Regions from separate parts of the Mus musculus genome. Here regions 2, 3, 4 and 5 are each linked to region 1. Evidence: chromatin contacts called from public HiChIP or PLAC-seq and promoter capture Hi-C data. All regions are on one chromosome and are shown on one strand. Each heading gives the region's core, a stretch centred on a gene start, on an enhancer-like site or on the middle of the called end of the contact. The rest is flanking DNA. Distances are from core to core; before and after follow the strand shown. Region 1 holds the start of Orai2 (ORAI calcium release-activated calcium modulator 2). Region 2 overlaps Col26a1 (collagen, type XXVI, alpha 1). Region 3 holds the start of Hip1 (huntingtin interacting protein 1). Region 4 holds the start of Nsun5 (NOL1/NOP2/Sun domain family, member 5). Region 5 holds the start of Col26a1 (collagen, type XXVI, alpha 1).

The links. Promoter capture Hi-C pulls out the DNA fragments that hold promoters and counts their contacts. HiChIP or PLAC-seq counts read pairs in DNA pulled down with a chosen protein or histone mark.
Region 2: a contact with region 1 is called in an H3K4me3 HiChIP or PLAC-seq map of the 230-238 cell line, with 12 read pairs. The contact joins the enhancer-like site here to the promoter of Orai2 in region 1. A contact is called at or near these places in 16 of 39 promoter capture datasets (the 3T3-L1 cell line, 3T3-L1-derived adipocytes, the C10 cell line and 9 more) and 8 of 115 datasets of contacts at active chromatin or transcription factors (the 230-238 cell line, T-cell acute lymphoblastic leukemia, astrocytes and 5 more).
Region 3: a contact with region 1 is called in a promoter capture Hi-C map of embryonic stem cells, with 2.4 times the contacts expected there. The contact joins the promoter of Hip1 here to the promoter of Orai2 in region 1. A contact is called at or near these places in 2 of 39 promoter capture datasets (embryonic stem cells and liver) and 2 of 115 datasets of contacts at active chromatin or transcription factors (bone marrow-derived macrophages and memory CD8 T cells).
Region 4: a promoter capture Hi-C map of liver shows a contact between it and region 1, with 3 times the contacts expected there. The contact joins the promoter of Nsun5 here to the promoter of Orai2 in region 1. A contact is called at or near these places in 2 of 39 promoter capture datasets (hippocampal neurons and liver).
Region 5: a contact with region 1 is called in a promoter capture Hi-C map of pre-B cells. The contact joins the promoter of Col26a1 here to the promoter of Orai2 in region 1. A contact is called at or near these places in 4 of 39 promoter capture datasets (cranial neural crest, embryonic stem cells, liver and 1 more), 1 of 484 Hi-C or Micro-C datasets (embryonic retina) and 1 of 115 datasets of contacts at active chromatin or transcription factors (large pre-B cells).

Annotation. Positions count from the first base shown.
Region 1 is chr5:136,168,154-136,172,820 of GRCm38.p6, forward strand. It overlaps Orai2 (ORAI calcium release-activated calcium modulator 2), which reads right to left and starts at 2,503. Exons shown (of 3, transcript NM_178751.3): 1 at 2,385-2,503.
Region 2 is chr5:136,752,428-136,756,609 of GRCm38.p6, forward strand. It overlaps Col26a1 (collagen, type XXVI, alpha 1), which reads right to left. Exons shown (of 13, transcript NM_001346699.1): 6 at 2,488-2,586; 7 at 1,766-1,918. Among named protein-coding and RNA genes, the nearest start is that of Myl10, 61 kb to the left of the region's middle. Within about 2 kb of position 2,239, at least 22 of the 459 cell types and tissues checked have an H3K27ac peak or open chromatin away from gene starts, as enhancers often do. A contact at or near this core is called in the 230-238 cell line, T-cell acute lymphoblastic leukemia and pre-B cells, where this site is marked.
Region 3 is chr5:135,543,566-135,548,044 of GRCm38.p6, forward strand. Hip1 (huntingtin interacting protein 1) reads right to left here and starts at 1,557. Exons shown (of 31, transcript NM_146001.2): 1 at 1,372-1,557. The coding sequence starts at 1,491.
Region 4 is chr5:135,368,305-135,372,652 of GRCm38.p6, forward strand. Nsun5 (NOL1/NOP2/Sun domain family, member 5) reads left to right here and starts at 1,649. Exons shown (of 10, transcript NM_145414.2): 1 at 1,649-1,772; 2 at 1,887-2,009; 3 at 2,937-3,111; 4 at 3,194-3,302. The coding sequence starts at 1,680.
Region 5 is chr5:136,881,771-136,886,461 of GRCm38.p6, forward strand. Col26a1 (collagen, type XXVI, alpha 1) reads right to left here and starts at 1,445. Exons shown (of 13, transcript NM_001346699.1): 1 at 1,080-1,445. The coding sequence starts at 1,237.

The sequences.
Region 1 (4,667 bases), core at 1,253-3,752:
GTAAAATCATTTACTACTCTTACAAAGGACCAGAGTTAGGTGTCCAGCACCCAAGTTAGACAGTTTACAACTTCTTGTAAGTCTAGCTCCAGAAGGTCTGCTGCCCTCTTGTGGCCTCCAATGGTACCTGCACTCATGTGCACACGCCCTCATATGAACACAAACACACACACACAAGTAAAAATAAAATCTTAAACAAAACCAAAACAGACCCTTTATCCAAGACAAGATGTGGCCCACAGAGAGGGTTCTGAGAAGCAGGAAGCTGAAGTCATGTGCAGGAAGGCGCTCATCCTCCAGAGAATGGGGCAGGATGGTTGACTGCTTGAAGACAAAGAGATAGAAGACTCTGGGGGGCTGGGACAGCAGCACAGAGCTAAATAGTAAGGCTATGCTGGACTTTCTTGGACTTTCTCCAGCAGTGCCAGGGCACAGGGGCATGATGGGAGACTGCAACTGGAAGTCAGATATTGCCAAGTCTCTTGGGGATAGACTACCTTTCATCTAGAGAGATGGCTTGTGTGGGGGGGGGGGCGGGGGGCTCAGTGGTTAGACCACTAGCTGCTCTTCCAGAGGACCCAGGTTCCATTCCCAGCAACCACATGGTAGCAAACGACTGTCTGTGACTCCAGACCCAGGGGATCAAAGGAAGGAAAGGATTCATGATGTGAAGAAGATGGATTTTCTGGGGGACCGCAATGAGGCAAGCCCCTGCGTTCCAGTCCGAGTGTGCAGCTGAGTGAGGATATGCAAATAGCTCCGAGTGGTTAGGGTGGGTGTGGAGAGCTGTCTGCCTCCCGCTCAATCGTGTTGGGCCTGCAGGTCCTATAAGGAGATGAGACACCCTTCCCCTGTATTAGTCCAGGAGGCTCAAATTCATTCTCTTTCCTTTTCTTTCTTTCTTTCCTTTCTTCTTTATTTCTTATCTCTTTCTTTTTACTTTTCTTTCTTTTTTTTTTCATTTTTCCGAGCTCTGCCTGTCCTAGAACTTGTTCTGTGACCAGAGTGATCCCAAACTCAGAGATCCATCCATCCATCCACACTACCTACAAGTTGTCATTACCACCCAGCTCCTTCCTTCCTTCCTTCCTTCCTTCCTTCCTTCCTTCCTTCTATTTTAGTTGTTTGGTTTTGTTTTTTTGAGACAGGGTTTCTCTGTGTAGCCCTGGCTGTTCTGGAACTCACTTTGTAGACCAGGCTGGCCTCGAACTCAGAAATCTGCCTGCCTCTGCCTCCCAAGTGCTGGGATTAAAGGTGTGCGCCACCACGCCCGGCCCTTCCTTCTATTTTAGATAGGGCCTTATGTAGGCCAGGTCAGCCTCCAACCAAAAATATAACCAAGCATAGCTTTGAACTCTGGATGCTGCAAGGGCTGAGATCACACACCTGCTTTGCATGGTGCTGGGGTTAGAACCCAGGGTTCCTGCACGCTAGGCAGATTTTCTAGGGGTTCCATCCACAGCTCCCGCTGATCCCCTTTCTATTTTTGGGTTTGTTTTGAGACAGGGTCTTGCTGTGTAGCCCAGGGTGGCTTGGAACTTGGGACTGTCTCACCTAATCTCCTGCGTGCCAGGATGGCAGGCATCACCAGCTTCTGTCACAAGTCCATTCCTTATACTCAGAGGGCCTATCTTGGTCCAACCCTTGCCCCATGGGGAGAAGCAGAGTCTGGCCTACAAATTCCAAGCTCAGGCCAGAGGGGGCGGTGAGACAAGATGGAGCCCATAAGTCTGTCAGATAGCACCCACCAACTCTAAGATTGCTAGGCAGACTGAACCTTTTTTTTAAAAAAAAAATTATTATTATTATTAAAATGAGGAGCAGCAGAAAGATTAGGTCTGACAAAAAAAATTAAAAAAAAAAAAAAAAAGCCAACCCACGGCAAGGCTGTTAGACGAGCATTTCTCTTGCCAGGTTTGTTTGAAACTGTCTCAGGCAGCAGGTTATGGAGTCTGCCTGTTTTAACTTCCTCTAAACATCTGGGGCACGGGAACTGTGTCTTGTCACCCACGCGCCTGAGAGGTGGCAGTGGCCTGCCAAAAGCAGCCACCTGCATCCCTGTCCTATACTCTAGGGAAGTCCCTGCGACTGCAGGACCCGAGAATCAGCTGGCAGCCCCGCGCGATCCAAGTCTTCTGACACTGCACTCTACCAAGGAAGTCAAGGGATTGGGGTCACCAGGCCATCCCTCTGCCTCTCATCAGCCTGTCCCTTCCTCTCCACGCCATGCCTGCCCAGGGAGAAGCTCCATCTCCTCCTGTCCAGTGTCCCTGATCCAATTTCCCCGCGCCCCTTAGCTAGGAGGGGACCCTCTCCTGTTCCCCTTCAGACACCCCCCCCCCCCAGACAAGGATGGACGGGCCCACCCGCGGCCGAGCACTCACCCTGACTGTCCAGCCCTCAGCGCGCTTGGCTCCAGCTCACGGCTCCGGCTCGTGGCTAGCGTCTGTGTCGCGGCCGGGTGGCCCGGCGGCCGGGCCAGGGCGGAGGACCGGCCCCCTCCCTCTTTCCGCCCGCAGCCGCTGCCTAGGCAACACTGCGCCGCCGTCACGTGACCCATCCGTGGGGCCCTGCCGCGGACCACGTGACCTGAATAGCTGGTTGGGGACCGACCCCTCCTACAAGATCTAGGGGTCTTCACTTCACAAAGTGCTATCATCCTCGTGGGACCCAGGTGGGTGGGTCCAGGCGTGGGAGAGCGCTGCTCCTAGCGAGTGACACTAGGGGATACCCAGCATCTGTCGTGGGCAGCATAGAGAGGTGGGGACAGGGTGTGAGTGTTGCAGAGTGGGTAGAGGCGTGCAAGAAAGGCTCAGCCTGGCTATATCCTGGTTTTCTCAGCTTGTGCAGTGACACCATTCTACTGTGGTCACGCAGGTAGGTGGCTCTTGGTTCCAGCAAGGCTGTGAGAACCAAACAATGCAAGGGACATGTTCTCATTGCTGAGCTCTGGGCACCTCATGGATGGCAGAGAAGGGTCGTTTGGACGCTGCGGCGAGGCATGCCCTGGCGAACACTGAGGTTTTACAACTGAGAAACTCAAACAGGAACGGCTCTGCAGGAAGTATACACTAAGTATACGCTCAGCGCCCCAGTGGGTGCCTCGTGGCCCCTCAGAGTGCTCCCTATTTGCCCGGTACGCTTCTGCTTGCACGCTCTATATAGGATTTTTCCATCTGTCGCAAAAGCATCAGACTGTGACACATTAACCCAAAGGAAGGAAAAATTCCACTCGTATCCAAATTTCCTGACAACTGGGAGTGTATAGATGTGACTGTTAGCAGTTTCCGCTTGGGTTGCCAAGTCAATTCACTTAGGATAGGTGAAAGCAACTCCTCCCTCCTGGCGCTGACCCCTCCTGACAGCGTGGGCCATCATAAGGCTCCACGTGTGCCTACATAAGAGGGTCTGAACCTGCGGGAGCCACGCACTCTCAAGGCAACTGCCTGGCGCCTGCAGAGCTGAAGTTTGAGTAAACGAAAACAGGAAGGAGACACTTGGTAAACTCCAGCCATTGCATCATGGATGACACTCTTTCAACAAGGGGTTTTTGCTTCTTGCGGTTATTAGGAAGCTTAGCTTTGGAGTAGGACTTTCCAGCGCCAGGCACTGAGGTTCCTCCACCGCCAGCACAATTATCTGGCATGCCTGGGCAAAAATGAAATGCCAACTGTAATTACCAGTCTGCCTAGGAGCCGCTTTGCTAACCAAACACAGGCAACAGCCCTTACTGTTGTTTGACTCACTTCCTCCTTAGAAGGGAGGAAGCCATGGTATCTGTCCTGTTGGAAGGAGGGTCGGAGGTTGGAGGATCCACAACCCCTGCCCCCTCTTAGGATCCCAGGGAGCTGACTAGGGGTTACCCAGAAGGTTCAGGTCCAGAGCAGTCTCTCCTGAGGGCACTGCATTGCTGTCTGGGCTGTCTGCCTGAAGTTGGTTGGTCTTGGCAAGTTACTTCCTTTACTTAAAAAAAAAAAAAATTAACTACATTTTATTTATTTAGTGGGGTGGTGGTGTGCACCACAATACATGTGTGGAGGTCAGAGGACAACTTGTGGCAGTTGGTTCTCTCCTACCAAGTGGCTGGAACTCAGCCTGTCAGGCTTGGCAGTGAGCGCTTTTTAGCTACTGAGCCATCTTGCTGGTCGGTTTTTTGATTTTCCTAGAAGCTCGAGGAGCCTGTCCTTGAACATCAGTTCTTGAATACACATAATGAATGTGCATAGCCTACTCACACAGGAGCCTCGTTCCTTGCTTTTCTATGACACCCAAACCTTACTATCTAGCACGCTCTCACAGTTTGTGTGGTCAGCTTGTCCAGCCCACTGGCTCCTCACTCTGTCCCCTTAGCTATTCATGCATGGCCTACCTAGTACGTTCCTCTACCACAGTCCACTGTAAAAACTGAATACCAAATACCCTGACACATTGCTCAGACTTCTGTAGTGTAACAAAACACCTGAAGCTACATTATAAAGACACACAGTTTATTTTGGCTTCCATTTATGGAAGCAAAGGTTTAGTAGTACGGTGAGAGCCCCCCTCCCCTGACTCCCTTACGCGGTGGGGGTGGGGGTGTACCCATTTCACTGTGGTCTCTCTCTTCCTTATAAAGCCAACAGGATTCAGTGATGGCAGCCCCACCCTAGTGACCTAATCACTTTCCA
Region 2 (4,182 bases), core at 989-3,488, 580 kb after region 1:
CACTCACGCACGCATGCACACACAGACACGCACACACCTGCGTACCCGAATGCATGGACATGGGGTGAGGGCTCCTCCATTGGACTCCTGGTGGCTTAGGGATATATTTATTTCAGTGGTCATTAAGGTCACTGCCCACTCTTCAGCATCATATGCCTTCTCCCTAACTAGGAACATTTCTTCAAGGGAACCTAGGCTACAGACCAAGTCAGAATGGGCTTCCTGCCCCGCCAGGCACCCTTTGAGTGCACCGAGATTCCCATCATGCCTTGGGACAAGCCCCCTCTTACTGCAAGCGCTCAGAAACTATGCGTAAATCTCCAGAGTGGCTCCCTTAGGAAGTATGGCCACCCAGCTTTACAGCTGGGGAGACTGAGGCCAGGATTCAGAAACCAGTGCCCAGGGAGGTTTGTGTTATGTATATGGGGTGCTGAACAGGAGTCTCCTCAACCCTGTTTCCATAACAACAGACCCATACTGTCAATCATGTCACCAACCCATCCTCTTCTTCAAGATTTTATTTTTGGGGGCTGGCAAGATGGCTCAGAGGGTAAAGGCACTTGCTACCAAGGCTGATGACTAGAGTTTGATCCCCAGAACCCACATGGTAGAAGGAGAAAACACTCCCACTCTGACCTCTACACCTAAACTCTGGCATGTCCCTATCAATAAATAAATACAACAAATTTACTTTAGTGTACTCTTCTTTTTTGATGCAATTTATTTTTGAGGTATTGGAGATTGAACCCCAAGGCTCATAATGTACTATGTACTATGTAAGTATTCTACCACTGAGTCACGCCCCCAGCTCCTCCCTGGGGAATTCTAGGCAGGGGCTCTACCACTGAGCCACGCCCCCAGCCCCTCCCTGGGGGATTCTCGGCAGGGGCTCTACCACTGAGCCACGCCCCCAGGCTCTCACTGTGGGACTCTAGGCAGGGCCTCTACCACTGAGCCACGCCCCCAGCCCCTCCCTGGGGGATTCTCGGCAGGGCCTCTACCACTGAACCACGCCCCCAGGCTCTCACTGTGGGACTCTAGGCAGGGCCTCTACCACTGAGCCATGTGCCCCAGACCTACTTTTTTTTTTTTTTAATATGCTTTTTTTTTTCCCTCTTGAGACAGGGTTTCCTTGTGTAGCTGAGACAGGTCTTGAGTTTGCTGGATATCCCAGACTAACTTAAAGCTAGCACTGAGTCTACTGTGTCAGCCTCCCAAGCCCAGCTCCTCCAAGGTTTTTAAATCACCCCAGGGCTAGGGTTAAGGTGAGGTTAAGATCAGGGTTAAGCACTTAGCCAGACCTGCTCCTCCTTCAACTGCTCTCCTCTGCCTCCCTCTGGTCCCTGAGACCCAGAGTCTCTGACCCCATGCTCTGCGCCCCCACAAAGCAGGTGTTTTATGTGGTCTGCGACTCACACAGGTCACACTGTGGTCCCTGAGAACAAGCAGGTCTCTGCCACTTTTGTGTCAGTAAACACCTGTTAGTATCTTACAGTGAGAGACCACAGGGAAGAAAATGTTTCAGGGGTGCTCCTGGTGGGGGAGCCTCGCCAGCTGCAGGCGGAGCCGGGAACCATCAGACCTGGTGAGCTAAGCCTGGGGCCAAGAGCAGGCTTGGAGGCGGTCTCCATGGAGCGACCAGGCCTCCTGTCCTGGATGATCCCTGATATTAGCGACTCTTAGCTTCTCTGGGATCCTTAGCGAAAGCTAGTTTCCCTCAACAGACAGTTTGGCTCACCCACCCCCGACCTGACCCAGCACTCACTCTCCTTGTCTGTTGGTGTCTGCAGGGAATACAGGACGCCTTGGGGAGTGTTTGGCAAGAGGCCAGGACTTCCTGCTGGGCCAGGAGGGCCTGGTGGACCAGGGCGCCCCATCTCTCCAGGGAGCCCGCGTGGCCCCGGTGGTCCCAAGAGACCTACAATGAAGAGCAGAGGCTTTAGGTGAGACCAGCGGCTGCGATGTTACAGACAAGGGAACTATGGCCCTGAAGAGGAGTGGCCAAGGACATTTGTCCAGTCAGTGACAAGTCTCCGGGCCCACAGTCCTCCTGGGAGGTCAGTGGGACATCTTCCTCTTTCTGGCACAGGGACAGCAGAGGGTGGACATGACAGAGTTAGGAGTGGGATCGGCACAGGCTCCAGCCAGATGTCTTGGGACTCGGGAGTAGTTTAACTCTGGAGCAAGGACAGAGCGTGAGCCAGCCCTGAGCAGGCATTGGAGCTCTGCAGCGCGCAGGGGATCATGGGATTCCTGCATGGGGTTTCAGGTGCTTGGAACAAACCCTGGGCCTTAGCAGCGCCATCCCCACCCCAAGGGTCCCAGTAGACTCTTGTCCTGCAGCACCTCTGAGATTGGGGAGAGGAGAAAGGTGAGAAGGAAGTAATAAATTTGGGGTAACAAGCAAGATTAAGGTACACAAAATGCCACCCATGCCCAGGTACAAAGCAAACTCCTGTCTCCACTCCAGGGGACAGGGCTCCTTACCTGGAGGTCCCACTGGGCCCTTCTCTCCTGTCTGGCCCTGTTCACCTTTGGAACCTGGAGGTCCTGCAGGTCCAGGTGGTCCCATCTGTCCTGGAGGTCCTGAGGAGAGAATTATGGGAGAACACTGTGGACTCAGATGCCATAGAGGCTCCAGTTCTGGTCACATGGGTTGTGTGCTCAGATGAGTGATAGGCAGGGGCTCTACCACTGAGCCACGCCCCCAGTCCCTCCCTGGGGGATTCTAGGCAGGGGCTCTACCACTGAGCCACGCCCCCAGCCCCTCACTGGGGGATTCTAGGCAGGGGCTCTACCACTGAGCCACACCCCAGCTCCTCACTGGGGGATTCTAGGCAGGGGTTCTACCAAGAGCCACGCCCCCAGCCCCTCCCTGGGGGATTCTAGGCAGGGGCTCTACCACTGAGCCACGCCCCCAGCACCCGGGTATACTGGTCATGAGAGTTGAGAAGTTGCCTTTCCCTGTCTGTGATCCCAATGACTGAGTTTGTTTTCCCCTTTTGGGTAAACTGAGCAGCTGAGAAGCATGGTCTTCCACTGCCAGCCACAGAGTCAAACTGTAGCTTGTTTTCTCAACATCCTTTCTTCCTGCTGTCTTCTTGCTCAGGGTCCAGAACTGCAGTTGTGGCAGCTGAGCCCAACCTTCCCTGAGGGTCTGCAGGGCCAGGCCTTCCCTCTTGAATCACTATCTCTTGAAATATTCTGGAGGCCTGAGTGTGCCACCACGGAGCAGGCCCAGTTATCCCAGCACTGAAGAGGCTGAGGCAGAAGAATCAAAAGTTCAAGGCTAGCTTGGGTGACATACTTTGTCTTACTTCTGAGTCAGCTGAGGGCCGTGTATGGAGCACAGCATTTAAAATTGCATTTGACTCTGGTCTGTGAGAGAGTCTCTAAAGAACCTCTTGCTGGAAAATCTCACTCAAGGAGGCAGGAAAACGCAGGAGTCACCATTAGCGGGGTGTGTCTGCCACCTGCTGGCCATGCCTGGAACTTCACTTTCTCTGATAAAGTTCCAATCAAGAGCATCAATGAGTTTTGAGACTATGTAACACAGGAGATTTGGGGCCTGGGATCAGGGGCATATGTGTGAACTCTAGAGGTGAATCCTGGGGTTCATCAGGAGAGGAGAAAGAGGGGACTAGATCATATTCCCAGGACCTCCAGGCACTTACCTAAAGTGTCTGAGTTTTAGTTGCTATCTCTAACTTGTTCGTTCACATGCTTTGATTTAAGTTGGGAATGACACGTACAGCCAGGCATGGCTGCTTGCACTTATAATGCAGCACTGTTGGAGCGGGGTGGCAGAGAAAGAGGGATCGTGAGGGGTTGCTAGCCTCCAGCCTAGCTCCAGGGTCAGTGAGAGACCCTGTTTCAGGGAATAAGGTAGAGGACACATGATGCAAACTTGTGAATTTATCAAAATATCTAGGGGGGACACAGTGGGGACAGTGACCCATCTTGAAGGACATCTCACCCCCACATCCACCACCACCATCATCACCATCACCATCACCATGGTATACAGCCTGAGGCCAGCACTATCTAAGTGTGTTAGTTAGCTCTGTCAGTTAGACACAGCCCTGGGTCAACTGACAAGCTAGTCTCGGCTATGGAAAACACCTAGATAGGATTGGCCTGGGGCATGTCTGTGATGTATTGTCTTGAAGTTCATTGCTGTAG
Region 3 (4,479 bases), core at 307-2,806, 630 kb before region 1:
ATAAAAGAGGTTGGGGGGGGATATGAAAACTTTTTTTTCTTTTTTTCTTTTTTTTGGCAACAACGCCCAAGGTTCAAAAGATCTGAGAAATTTAAAAAGCTCCAAACTCTATAGACATTGAGAGGTAAGTGGACGGTGGTCTCTCTTTCCCCTCCCGGGGTACAACTACCCCATTTCCCCCCTCAGACACAAGAAGTGGACCCAGGGGTCTCAGAAACAAGAGGTGGTGTAAAGTCCCCTGGGGTGAAAAGGCTTTCTTCCGAGCAAGGTCCATTTATAGAACACACAGGCCCTCCCTATCTCTTCCATCTTTCCTACTCACAGAACACGACAGGGGACCTGCCTCTGGCTGAAGTCAACTCAGATCTTCAAAGTAGAACTCGGAGAGCCAGAGTAGAAGAAATCTACCGGCCCGGCATCCGCAGTGGGATCCGAGGAGTTGTACTCTCAGAAACAGATTTTACATACAGATGAACTGATGACTACACACCCCGAGCCTCACAACTTGATTCAGTCCGATCAATACAGCATGCATAAAAGCCTGAGGTAAAACTGGATAGTGGCTTTTTGTTGATAACTGCGGTGGAATTTTGGCCATCTGCCCTGGTCAGACCAGACAAATAAGGCAGGCGGTCTGCTTATTAGCTGTCAGGCATATTTTGGAGGGTGAAAGCAAAACCTCAAATCAGGAGTCTGAGTATCACTGGACAGCTTATGCCGGCACGCAAAGCTCTGACAATCCAAGCGCCTCAATTCCTACCCCAGGCTGCGCGTCCCCGTTCCTCCAAACCCCCGGGCCATTTTACAAGTTGGACCACACTTCACATTTCTTACGGTCCTTCCCATCACTCAGACCCCTTTGGCCCAGCCTCTGAGGCCAACAGCTGGGGCTGCTGAGAGCCAAGTTAGAGGCACCGTTGAGCGAGATGCTGGGAAGTGTAGGGAGAGTCAATACTAAAGTAAGGCGACCAGAGCCACCCTTCACACCCCCACCTTGGCGTTCCCACACTTGGCAAAAACCAAGCGACTTCCAAGTGCTTCCCCTATCCAGGAGCACCCTTCCGTCAGTCCCCTTTCAACTCCCTTTAGCCTCCCTTGTGACCCCTGATGGTGCTCACTGAGACCGTCCCCTCAGCCGCAGGAATCTGCAGTTCCCCAGAGTGCACCCCGACCCCTATGCCAGTGGAGATGCCCAGGTAGATCCCGAACCTCCCTGGGACCCGCCTAGTTCCCTACCCCAAAATGATTCCGATCGCAGCCACCTTGCCTAATTCCTTCCCGAGTCTGCAAGTCCCACTCCCTTCCAAGCCTCTCTTGCACCCTGCATCACTCCAAGTGCCCCAGGGATGCCCCAGGGTTCTCGAATCTCACCTGAGTCCGCTCGAAGCTCTCGCGCTCCGCAGCCTCCATCCCAGCACCAACTCCGCGGCGGCTCAACACTTTGGGCAGCGGGTTGGATACCTGCTTCATGGAGCTGGCCATTCGGTCCATGTTGTCTGGGTGAACAGAGTCAGGGGCCCTCGGCCGCCCCGGGATCCCCGCGGAGCCTCCCGCCCCTCCCTACCCGCGGGGATCCGGCGCTAACGGGGACAGATTCCGTCTTCCATTGGTTGACAGCGCTGTCCATCTCCCTCAGAACCCACCCCATGTTTCCAAGAGGCTTTTCCCCACACCCCTCTTCCCACTTCGGAGGCGCTCCGCTCACTTCACCCGCTGCCCGCCTCAGGGCGGTCCGCATACTATGACTGGTCTGAAGGTTTGTCCATTATCATTAGTGGGCAGGACCTGGTGGGCTGCTGTCCTAACCTGCCCCCTAGGCTCCGCCCCATAATCGATGCACCGCCTTCCAGGCCTCTACATGCACTGTCATTGGTCTGAAGACTTATCTGTCAACAGGCTGGCTTGATGGGCTGCCCTAACCTTTTCTTGTTGGCTCCACCCTACATCCGTCACTCTTCCTTTGTTCCCACCCCCCAGGACCATAAAAGCACTATGATTGCTCTGAAGGCTTGTCCGTCATGCTAGTGGGTGGGGCCTGGCTGCCACAGACCAGCCCTTGCTGACTCCACCCTACTTCGAAGCGCCACCTCCTGGGCCCTTCTCTGCTGCGGGTTTCTGAGCAGTAGGACCTGCGGTCCAGCCGGCGCCACGAGTTCCCGAGGGGATGGAAAGGCAGATCAAGGGAAGCATGGCTGCACACCATGCTTCACCGGCTTGCTGGGGAACTCTGCGTCAGTGTGGACCCGCGATGGCGGCCTTAGTGGTCCTCGAAGTCCCCTCCTCGTGCATTCCTTTCTGCCCGTTCTGGAGGACCGTTCTGGAGGGTCCCCAAATACTGGCCTGTGATTGCGAGGATCTCCCCAGAGCTTTCCAAACTTTGCTTCGTTCTCACCTTATCTCGGTAGAAACCCCAACAGATGCTCTTTGTTCAACTATGGTAGGGTCCACTCCTCCCATCCTGTTCTGGGAGCACCTACAGACTGGGAAGTGCTCCTCAGCAAAGAAAAAAGTTACAGGTTCTTCACTAACAGAACTAGTGGCACCGTTAAGCATTAAGCAATTTGATGGTGCTATCCATCTAGCTCTGCAATAGAAGCCAGTACAAGTCTCACTTGTACTAGGCAATGTTTTAATTAATGACAATATCAAACTCACTATGTCGCTGAGTCCCTTGAATCCCTGAGCCTCTTGCCTCTTCCATTCAACTGTTAGGATTATAGGCGTGGGCCTCTAGGCTTGACTTTCCTTTAACGTTTTACACACATTTTGTACCTGTGTGTATGTGTGGGACTGTGTTCATACGGCAGCACTCTGTGGAGGTCAGAAAGCAAATTAGATTCTGTTCTCTACCGTGTGGACCCCAGGATCTGACTTGAGTGATAGGCTTAGTGTAGCAACCTACCCACTGAGTGGTCACACCAGGGATGCTCTTTAAAAACAGTGTTTCAAGACGGGTGGTGATGGTCCACAGCCTTAGTCTCAGCACTCAAGAGGCAGAGGCAGATGGATCTCTGAGTTCAAGGCCAGCCTTGTCTATAGAGTGAGTTCCAGGACAGCCAGTACTGCACACACATGCACACCTACATGCACAAAGATAATATTTCACTAAAAAGTTGAGATTGGCTTTGAACTCCCAGAAATCCTGCCTCAGCCTCTTGAATGCTAGGATTACAGGCATATACCTGTATACAGACTACCCACAGACACCCTCCCCCCAGCCTCCCACACTGAAAGAGATGCGGTTTGCAGGTGTGTCGCACCGTGTGCAAGCACATTCGTGCACCTGTGCACATGGAGATCTGAGGCCGATGTCAGGGGTCATCATCACTCTTGAATCTCGCATTGACTTAGGGTCTCATGGAACTCAGGGTTTGTTGATATGGCTAGCCACACTAGCCTGTTGGCTCTGAAGAGTCTCTGTCTCCCACTTCAGAGGCTGGAATTTCTAGGCGGGCCACACAAACCAGCTGGCCTAGGGTCCCGACTGTGGCGATGTGCACACACACCCTTGCTCGGCAATGGCTTTCACTACTGTGCCATCATCAGAAGAGGAGTTTAATTCGAAGCGGCCAATGACTTTTTCTAAATTAAAGCCTGGGTGAAAGTTCACATTTGATAGAGGCATAAAAGAGGAGTGAGCATTTGCAAGCACCAAGAAGGCTTTTGCTGGGCACAGTGGCATTGTGGGCACCAAGTTACAAAGCCTAGATGAAAGTGGTCCGAGGGAGTAGGAGCAAAAGTAGATTAGAATCTTAGTTAGGGCTCCTATTGCTGTGATAAAACACCATGACCAAAAGCAAGCTGGGGAGGAGAGGGTTTATTTAGCTTACACTTCCACATTGTAGTCCATCAGTGAAGGAAGTCAGGGCAGGAACTCAAAAGGGACAGAAGCCTGGAGGCAGGAGCTGATGCAGAGGCCTGAGTGGCTTGCTCCTCACTGTCTGCTCAGCCTGCTTTTCAGTAGACACTGGGACAAGTAGCCCCATCCACAATGGGCTGGGCCCTCCCTGCCATCAGTCACTAATTAATACCCTACAGTTGAATCTTCTGGAGAAGTTGCATTTTCTCAATCGAGGTTCCCTCCTTTCAGATGACCCTAGCTTGTGTCAGGTTGACATAAAACTAGCCAGGACAGCTGGGGAGACTCTAGAACAGAAGAGGAGAAAGCTCTGCCTCTTAAGGAGTCATGTGAGTAAGCTTGTGCCAAGGGGATGTGGGAAGAGGGGCTTCACAGGTCCAGAGTGATAGGAGGATTAGCCGGAGACTGTATTTATTTAAGGGGATGATCTATAAATTGCGTTCTAGGGGGAAGGAATGTGTAGTGTGTTTTGGCACTGTGTGTTGGGGTGGTATGTGTGTGTGTGATATGTGTGTTGGGGGTGGTGGTGGTGTGTGTGTGTGTGATATGTGTGGAGGTGCCTGCAGAAGCCAGATGGGGTGTCAGATTCCTTGGAGTTGTAGATGGTTGTGAGCCACCCT
Region 4 (4,348 bases), core at 399-2,898, 800 kb before region 1:
GACTTGGAAAAGGGTAGAGGGAGGGAAGGGGGTGGGGCAGAAAGAAGAAGAGACAGGCGGGCCAGGAACACGTGGGGACAGCGAGAGTGAAAGGAGAGGAGACTTGGGTAGTGACTAGCAGTCCTCTTCAACACTGCTGCTGTACCTGGCAAGCCGCATAAGTGGCAGCCGATGACGCAAGCTGTTGCTAAGTTGCTATTGAGCAGAGCCTAGCAGAATTGTCTGTAAGCCAACAGTCAGAAACTATGGAATCCCTTGGAGGTGGCATTACAAAAGGTTTTGATTGCCTAACATGTCTGGGAACAGTATGTGCTCTTAAGGTCTGAGCCACCTTTCTTAGGCCCAACTACCATTATTTTGATTGTCTCATGTAGTCCAGGCTGGTGTGAATTGGCTAGCCAAAGATGACCTCAAATCAATCTTTCTTCCTTTCCTTCCTTCTTTTCTTAAAAGATGTGAGAAGAGGGCATCAGATCCCCTTATAGATGGTTGTGAACCACCATGTGGTTCCTGGGAATTGAACTCAGGACCTTTGGAAAAGCAGACAGTGCTCTTAACCAGTGAGCCATCAGGAGCGTACCATCATGCCCGGTTTATACAGTGGAAGGATTGGAACCAAAGGCTTTCTGCCTGTTAGGCAAGCCCTCTATATAGATTGAGTCCCATCATTGGTCCTCCTCATCAATGTTGAGAATTGATCCCAGGGCTTTGCACATGCTAGGCAAGTGCTCTACTCCGAGGGACAATGTCTGTCGGCCCTATTAAACACCCACTTTTTTTTTTTTTTTAAACAATCTACTTTTTCCAGCGCTAGGGTCCCAGAGAGCCACATTTACTAGATGGGTGTTCAACAACTCCAAGCACACCAGTGGATTCTAGGCAGGTGCTCTACCACTGAGCCACGCCCCCAGCCCCTCCCTGGGGGATTCTAGGCAGGGACTCTACCACTGAGCCACGCCCCAGCCCCTCCCTGGGGGATTCTAGGCAGGGGCTCTACCACTGAGCCACATCCCAACCTCTCAGTGGAGGCATCAAGGCACGTGCTTTATTACTGAACCTTTCATCCGGTCACAGGGAGAGGCTGACACAGGACTGCTAGGAGAGTCTGCGTAGCCTTCTGAGTTCCAAAGTCTTAAAAAAAAAATTAAAAACTACAAAATAGCCTGGCGTGGTTGTGCACGCCTTTAATAAAAGCACTTGGGAGGCAGAGGCAGGCGGATTTCTGAGTTCGAGGCCAGCCTGGTCTCTACAGAGACAGCCAGGGGATACACAGAGAAACCCTGTCTCAAAAAAACAACAAAAACAAACAAACAAACAAAAAAAAAACCAATCCACAACAACAAACTACAAAATAGCTACACTGAATTCTAAAAAGAAAGTAGACTTTTTTCATTCTACATACAGGACCTCATTATGTAGCTCTGGCTGTCCTGTAACTACTTAGACCTAGCTGACCTTAAACTCGCAAAGATCCTTCTGCCTCTGTTTCCCGCGCGCTAGGATTAAAGGCGTGAGCCAGCCCGCTCGGATTTAGAGCCTAAGATTAATTTTTGGACGCTGAAAACGGAAAGCAGCGAACCCTTTGACTCCGGAAATCCGGTTGTACAAATTGTTGCGGCGGCCGTAAAGCCAGCCCGAGTTTTGCGACAGTGTCGTAGAGCGCTTGAGGCGGGGAGAGCATGGGGCTGTACGCGGCCGCCGCGGCGGTGCTGGCCGGCGTGGAAAGCCGCCAGGGCTCCCTCAAGGGGTTGGTGTATTCCAGCAACTTCCAGGTAGTGAGGCCGGGGGCTGGCAAGCCGGGCTGGGGAGCGGGGCTTGTCCGGGCGGGAGGGCGAGGCGAGGCGAGGCCCGCGTGGGGTGCAGCGGGTGTCCCCTGTGTCGCACAGAACCTGAAGCAGTTGTACGCTCTGGTGTGCGAGACGCAGCGCTACTCGGCCGTGCTGGACGCTGTCATCGCCAGTGCTGGGCTCCTTCGCGCCGAGAAGAAGCTGAGACCGCACCTTGCCAAGGTGAGCGGCGGCCAGAGGCTGTTACCCGTGCGTGGCTCTCACACTTCTTTCTGGGGTCCCAGTTGAGCTGGGTCAGATGTGACTCCCCTTGGAGCATTGCAGGAAGGGCTAAGTAGGACGAAGGTGCAAACTAGTAGTGGCTGAGGCTACCTACCGGACAGGGTGATGATGGCAAGGTCGGTCGGGGTCCAGAGCTCTGCTGGCGACCTGGGGGGTGGGGTAGGGTGGGGAGGGGGAGCTTCAGGCATGGGGCAGGACACGGGGTTTGCAGATGGCATTTGCTCTCGTCTCTTTACCCGCCTGCCTGGATGCCTGTCTTTTTGTAATGCTGGGAGATTGAACCCAGAGTCTCCAACAAGCCATAGAAGAGTTCTCCCACTGAGTCACACCCACAACACCTCATTGGACAGCATCACTAGACAGATGCTCTATTTTTGAGCAGTACCCCCAGCCCCTCACTGGGGGATTCTAGGCAGGTGCTTATTGCTGAGCTGCAATCCCTATTTCTTCTCTGGTGGATACTAAGCAAGCTTCCTACCCTACTGCTGAGCCACCGCCTCCGTTGCCTCCTCTTCCTTCTCCCCCTTTCGTCCTCTTCGGTCTTTAGAGACAGGCTTTCTCTGTGTCACCCAGGCTGTTCTGGAACTCACTCTGTAGATCAGGCTGACCTCGAACTTACAGAGAACCGCTTGTCTCTGCCTCTTGAGTGCTGGGATTAAAGGCACCATTACCCAGTTAGCTTGTAGTTTTCTTGCTTATGCATCTGATGTTGCTGGCATTATGGACATTTGCCCTAACATCATGCCATTAATTTCTTTTGTGATCTTGGGCAAGAGAACTCTATTGACATGACCATCTGGACAGGTACCTACTTCTCCCACTGGAGGGTTTTATGGTGTTAATAGTTTTGTGTTTTTTCCTGTCCAGGTGCTAGTGTATGAATTATTGCTGGGGAAGGGGTTTCGAGGGGGTGGAGGCCGATGGAAGGCTCTGCTGGGCCGGCACCAGGCAAGGCTCAAGGCTGAGCTGGCCCGACTCAAGGTTCATCGGGGTGTGAGCCGAAATGAGGACCTGTTGCAAGAGAGCTCCAGACCTGGCCAAGGTGACTTGGAGGCTGAGGGGCGGGAGGGGAGTGACCCTCAGAAGGCTCACCTCCCTCCCCACTTGACCACTGTGACTTCTAGCCTACCAGGTACCACGGTTCGTGCGTGTGAACACGCTCAAGACCCGCCCTGAGGATGCAATCGATTATTTCAAGAGACAAGGTTTCTCCTACCAGGGTCGGGCTTCCAGGTAAGAGCTGAACATCGTGCCCGGGTGCCTTCATTTTCCTCTGTGTCCAGGTTCTCAAGGAAGTAGGAGTCTGTTAGAGGGGAGACTAGGTGTGTGTATGTGGGATAATCACTGCTTTCTCTGGATGTTTTTCCTACTTTCCCAACAGAATTTTCTTTGTTTTTAAGAAAGATGTTGCTTTTAAGTGGTGCACATGTCTGTGCATGGGTGAGGGCATGTGCCTGAGGAGGACATTGGACTGCTGGACACGGTGCTAGGAACTGCACGTAGGTCCTCTGCGAGAGCAGTGTGTCTTCCTAACTGCTGAGCCACGTCTCTGGCCCTGGCAGCAGTTCTCTGCAGTCTCTTCTGAGACCTGTTTTTTTTTTTCCCCTGAACCCTGGTGTTCTTGCGGTTCTTGTTCTGCATTCTGTGACCCCCTGTTTGCTCTCCAGTCTAACTGCCCTCCCGCCCCTGCCACCTTTCCGCTCTCCTGTCTATATCACAGCCTCTTCAGCTCTAAGCCAACACACCACAGGACACACCTTTAACATTTGAGAGACAGAGGCACGAGGTCCAGGGTCCAGGCCAGCCTGGCCTACAGAGTGAGTTGCCAGAGTTACACAGAACCCTGATTTGAAAAACCAACCCAACCAAACAAACCCATAACAATGTGCAGTCTGTAATCTTAGGGAGCAGTGAAGGGTTTCTGAAGGCTCAGTGACCAAAATTAATTCAGAATTAAACATGTACTGGAGCCAGGGTGTTCTTAGCAACATGTATTGATGTTGCACGGTGTGAGGTCATATAGCCTGGACTCTGAACACACAGTGCATGCACTTGGTACTGCGTGTCCCCGCACAGCCCACAGACACTTCGAGAAGCACCTTGGCACAGCTTTGAGACTACTGCGTAGTAGGGACTGCAATGTTCTACTGCATGCACAGTCTAAATACAGAAAATAAAGACTAACATTACCCTGCTGTCAAACTGCCGTTCTTTTTTTTTTTTTTTTTTTAAAGATTTATTTATTTATTATATGTAAGTACACTGTAGCTGTCTTCAGA
Region 5 (4,691 bases), core at 195-2,694, 710 kb after region 1:
TCATGGCCTGGTAACTCTGGGAACTGTAGAACACAAAGCCAAGGCCGCGCAGGTGAGCCGGGCTACTCCGTGGGGACTGAACCCGGAGTCTTGTGAGTCCCGGGAGCTCCCTCTACGACTCCCGGATGCAAGTCGGTGCCATCTCCATTCGAAGCCCAGGGCCGATGGGCACAGGGCAAAAAAAAAAAAAAAAGGGAAAGGACGGGTGGGCGCGACCGGAGACCACCAAGTCTGAGGCCCCAGGTTTCCAGAACCCCTCTCACACAAGTTGGCTCCCCGAACTCTTTAGGCCCGGGGTCCCAGCAAATGATCACAATATCTATTCCCTCTCCTGCACCCGACCACAAGGCTCCTACGGTCGTGCGTTCCAGGCGTCCGTAGTCCCCAGGCCTGCGTCCTTAGCACTGGGCTACTGTGCCTCGGAGGCCACCCCACTGTTCCCCATCTCGCTTTCGGTCTCCGTGCCCTCAGGCCTCGTGGTACAAGTCCCGTGTCCTTTCTTCCCAATCACTGGACCACTTCGCCTCTTAGTCTCTGTGGTGCGTCCCCAAACACAGAGCACTCAGCAGGGGGTCACTGCGCCTTGGAGCGCGCACTGGCTCTAATTCTCACGCCCCCGTGTCCTGAATACCCCAACATCCAGCCACCACTCCTCGGAGTCCTCACTGTCCTTTGATCTAGTTCCTGCGCCCCCAGCCCCTAGCCATTACGCCTCAGAATCCCCACTGCCCGACGATCCAGCTCCGCGGCGCCTCAAACTCGATGCCTTTCGACCCCAACACCCAACAGACCTCAACTCCTCGGATCCTCTGTTGTCCCACGATCTGGCCCTCACGCCGTCGAGCCTCTGCTTCCTAACATTCGACCACCTTTTCTGTGGTCCAGTCCTTGGTCCGCTATCCCGCGTCCCCCAGCACCGGGCCAATGTTCTTCACAGCCCCTGATGTCGCTGGATCCAACCCTCCGGGACCCTGGCTCACTGTCCTGCGTTACTAGTACCCGGTCACGGCTCTTCCGAGCCCCCGCTGTCCCGGGATCCAACCATCGTGCCCCCAGGCCCGGCCACTGGCGTTACTCACCGGCGACTCGAGTAGCCGTTGCCGGGGGAGCCGGCGCCCTGCTCCGGGTAGCCGTGCTGCTGCAAGGCTGCTGCCGGGAACGGGTAGAGAAAGCCGGTGGCCAGCGCCGACCCGCACAAGCAGCAGCACGCCCATGGTAACAGCAAAACCAGCTTCATTTTGCACCGCTCTCCCGCGGGGACCTAGGGTCCCGGGAGCCGGGAGCCGATCAGGAGTGCCCCAGACCGCTGGACTGACCCTGTTGCCCCAGGCTGGAGCGCAGGGAGCTAGCCGGTGATGGCGTGAAGTCAGGGTCGGAGGTGGAAGTCGTCTTGGGGGGGGGGGGCGCCCACGCCTCTCCAGGGCCGCCTTTTCAAATTCGGCGAGGTGGGCTCTGCGCAGTCGAAGGGGGCGTGGGTCTTTCTTTTTAACCCTCAGCGGTCCAGGACTGAGGAGGTGGCTACCAAGCCGGGGGTACCCCCAGGGACACACATGTTTCCAAACACTAAATCTTACATTGTGGGCTCTTATACACATTTTGCACTTTCCATACCAAGGTGGAGGAGGATTTGGTCCCTCTCAGTACCCAGTCTTTGATCAAACACCGTGACACTGTGAGATATCACTATCTCCATTTTTCAGAGGTAGATCTTGGACTCAAGGAAAGTTAAGCAAGGTTCTGTGGTAAAAGTGTGTGCTACAGAAACCTGACACCCATATAAAAAGCCTGCCATGACACTTAACCCCATCCTTAGAGCCTCCAGCCCTGGGGCTTCTGACCGGGCTCAAGGTTCAGTGAGGGAAACCTTGAATGGAGGTAAGAAAACAAGAGGACTAGAGCCGGACACCCTATGTTACTCTCTAGCCTCAATTTACCCATGCACACGCGTGTGCATAAGCCCCCTCTCACACACACACTTAAGCCTAGCTTGTGTGGTAGTGACCCCTATAATCCCAAGGCTCCACATGCTGATTGTGAATTTGGGGCCAGCCTAAGCTTCATAGTGACAACAGTAACCCAGAAAGTACAAACGGGGTTCTGCATCTGATAGTAGCACCCACAGCACAGGCCAGTTGACAGCAATGTGGAATATTCTGGTCTTTCTCGTTAGTCACGGTGTGGAGGGAAGGTTAGAAGACAAGAGTATTTTCAAATCCAGGTGAAGAGGAGGCTGTGAGCTAACCATTTGTTGAATGTCGCCGGTATCCATGAGGCACACTTCAGATTCCTTTGGGAGGAGGCGCTGAACACCCCTCCCCATAAAGTGGGGGTCCTCCAAACCCTTCAGAGCCCGAGGGAGACATGGATGGGGGGTGTGAAAAAAGGTCCTAGGTCTAAGACGCGCATCCCATGAAGGGGCTATCTACTCTGTGAAGAGTAAACCCGGCCTCCGAGACCCATGAGAACTTGGGAAGGGTGGACATTCCACAAAATAAAACAGAGCCAGGCTGAGCACGGCAGTGCATATCTGCGATTCCAGTTCTAGGAAGTTGGAAGCAGGAGTATTGGTCAGCCTGGGCTACATCACAAGACTTGGTAACAGACAAAAGAACTAAGTTGGGATTGGAGGAACTCTCGGGAAGGGATGGGCAATTTAGGGAAGAAGGTAAAGAGAGTTGAGTGTGATATATTGGGGTACCCATGCTAGAAGGTACCTGTGAGTTATGTATCTATAGGACTATATTAGACCAGATAGCAAGTCAACAGAGTGGGTGGCTCACTCTTTCCTAACAACAGTCCTAAAGCCAGATGGTGTGGGAGACTATAATTCCAGCCCCAAGCAATAGGTACAAGACTTTGAATCCAGCCTAAACCATATAGTGAGAACCAGTCTCAGATGGGCGCAGGGTCGGGGGAGATTCCTGAAAATGTAGCTCAGAGTTCTTGTCCAGAATCCTCCCAGCAAAGTGCTGGGCTGTGGCTCGGTGGTAGAGCCCCTGCCCAAAATGCTCAGTGAGGGGCTGGGGGCGTGGCTCAGTGGTAGAGCCCCTGCCTAGAATCCCCCAGTGAGGGGCTGGGGGCGTGGCTCAGTGGTAGACTGTCCGCAGCTTATACAAGGATGTAGATCAGATCCCTAGCGCTCTCTCTCTCTCTCTCTCTCTCTCTCTCTCTCTCTCTCTCTCTCTGTGTGTGTGTGTGTGTCCTTAATCCTCTACTGCTCATGCTTTGACGTCATCAATCTACTCCTGTCTCCAAGAGAGCAGTGGGTGCACACAACTATTTGAAGTTGCTTTTTGTTTCCTTTGGAGTTTTTAAAATGGGGTTTCTCTGTGTAGCCCTAGCTGCCCTGGAATTAGCTCTGTAGACTAGACTAACCTCAGACTCACAGACACAAACTGTCTCTGCCTCTCAATCGCCAGGACTAAAGGTGTGCGCCTCCGTGCCTGGCATGTCTCCTTTTCTTGATCGTTGGGATTACATGTATATGTCACCCTGCCTAGGTGAGCGGACCCAGCCCAGGTTGTTATTGTTTTCTAAAGCAATTTTTATTAATTGGCAAACAAAGTCGTGGCTTTCATTATGGCATTTGTACACAAGGCACAGTGAGTGCATTCTTTTGGTTTGCTATAGACGAGGATGCTCAGAGAGGTTAAGTGACTCCTCTAAGGTCACACAGCTGGTGCTGTGGAATGGGCCTCAGCGGCAGCTATTCTCTTTGGGGGAGTGAGACTAGATACCACAGACGCTTTCTACACGCTCTCTCCCATTCCCCACTGCTGGGTGGTGCTGCACCTGAAAGTGTTTTCAAGGGGAGCAACTTTGGAGCCTGGCAGTGGTGACACATACCTTTCATCCCAGCATCCTAGCACTTGGGAGGCAGAGGCAGAGGCAGAGGCAGATCTCTGAGTTCGAGGCCAGCCTGGTCTACAGAGAGAGTTCCAGGAAGCCAGGGCTACACAAAGAAACCCTGTCTTTGAAAACCCTATCTTAGGGGCCTGGACTGTTCTTCCAGAGGACCTGAGTTCAATTCCCAGCAATCACGTGGTGGCTCACAACCATCTGTAATGGGATCTGATGCCCTCTTCTGGTGTGTCTAAAGAGAGCAATGGCGTATTCATATACATAAAATAAATAAATAAATCTTAAAAAAGAAAAAGAAAACCCTATCTTTAAAAAAAAAAACAGTAAAAACAAAAAACAAAACAAAACAAAAAAAGAAAGAAGAAAGAAAAGAAACAGAGACAAGAGTGTCAGGAATTTAAGGTCATCCTTGGCTACATAAAGAATTTGAGGCCAGCCTGGGCTACATGAGACTTTGTCCCTAAAGCAAAATAATGTTAACAGCATCTAATTTATGGATTTGCTGAGGAGATCAAATGAATTATTCAGACAATGTACTTGGAACTATGTGCCTGAAATATTATAGCCATCAATAAAAACTAATGTGTGTTATTATTTAACTGAAGGACACCTGGTATCCTATCAGGTGGGAAGAGCCAATAGACTGTTCATATACAGAACATAGGCTTCCTCAGAGATCCAAACTCAACACATCTTTGTTTGTGTGTGGTGCTGGGAATTGAACTCAAGAATCCTCGTTCACACCAGACAAACCCTTTACCCATTGAGCGATATCCCCAGCCCCTGGTACATCTCTTTGTTCTAAATGTTGTTGTTCTATGATATCTGTA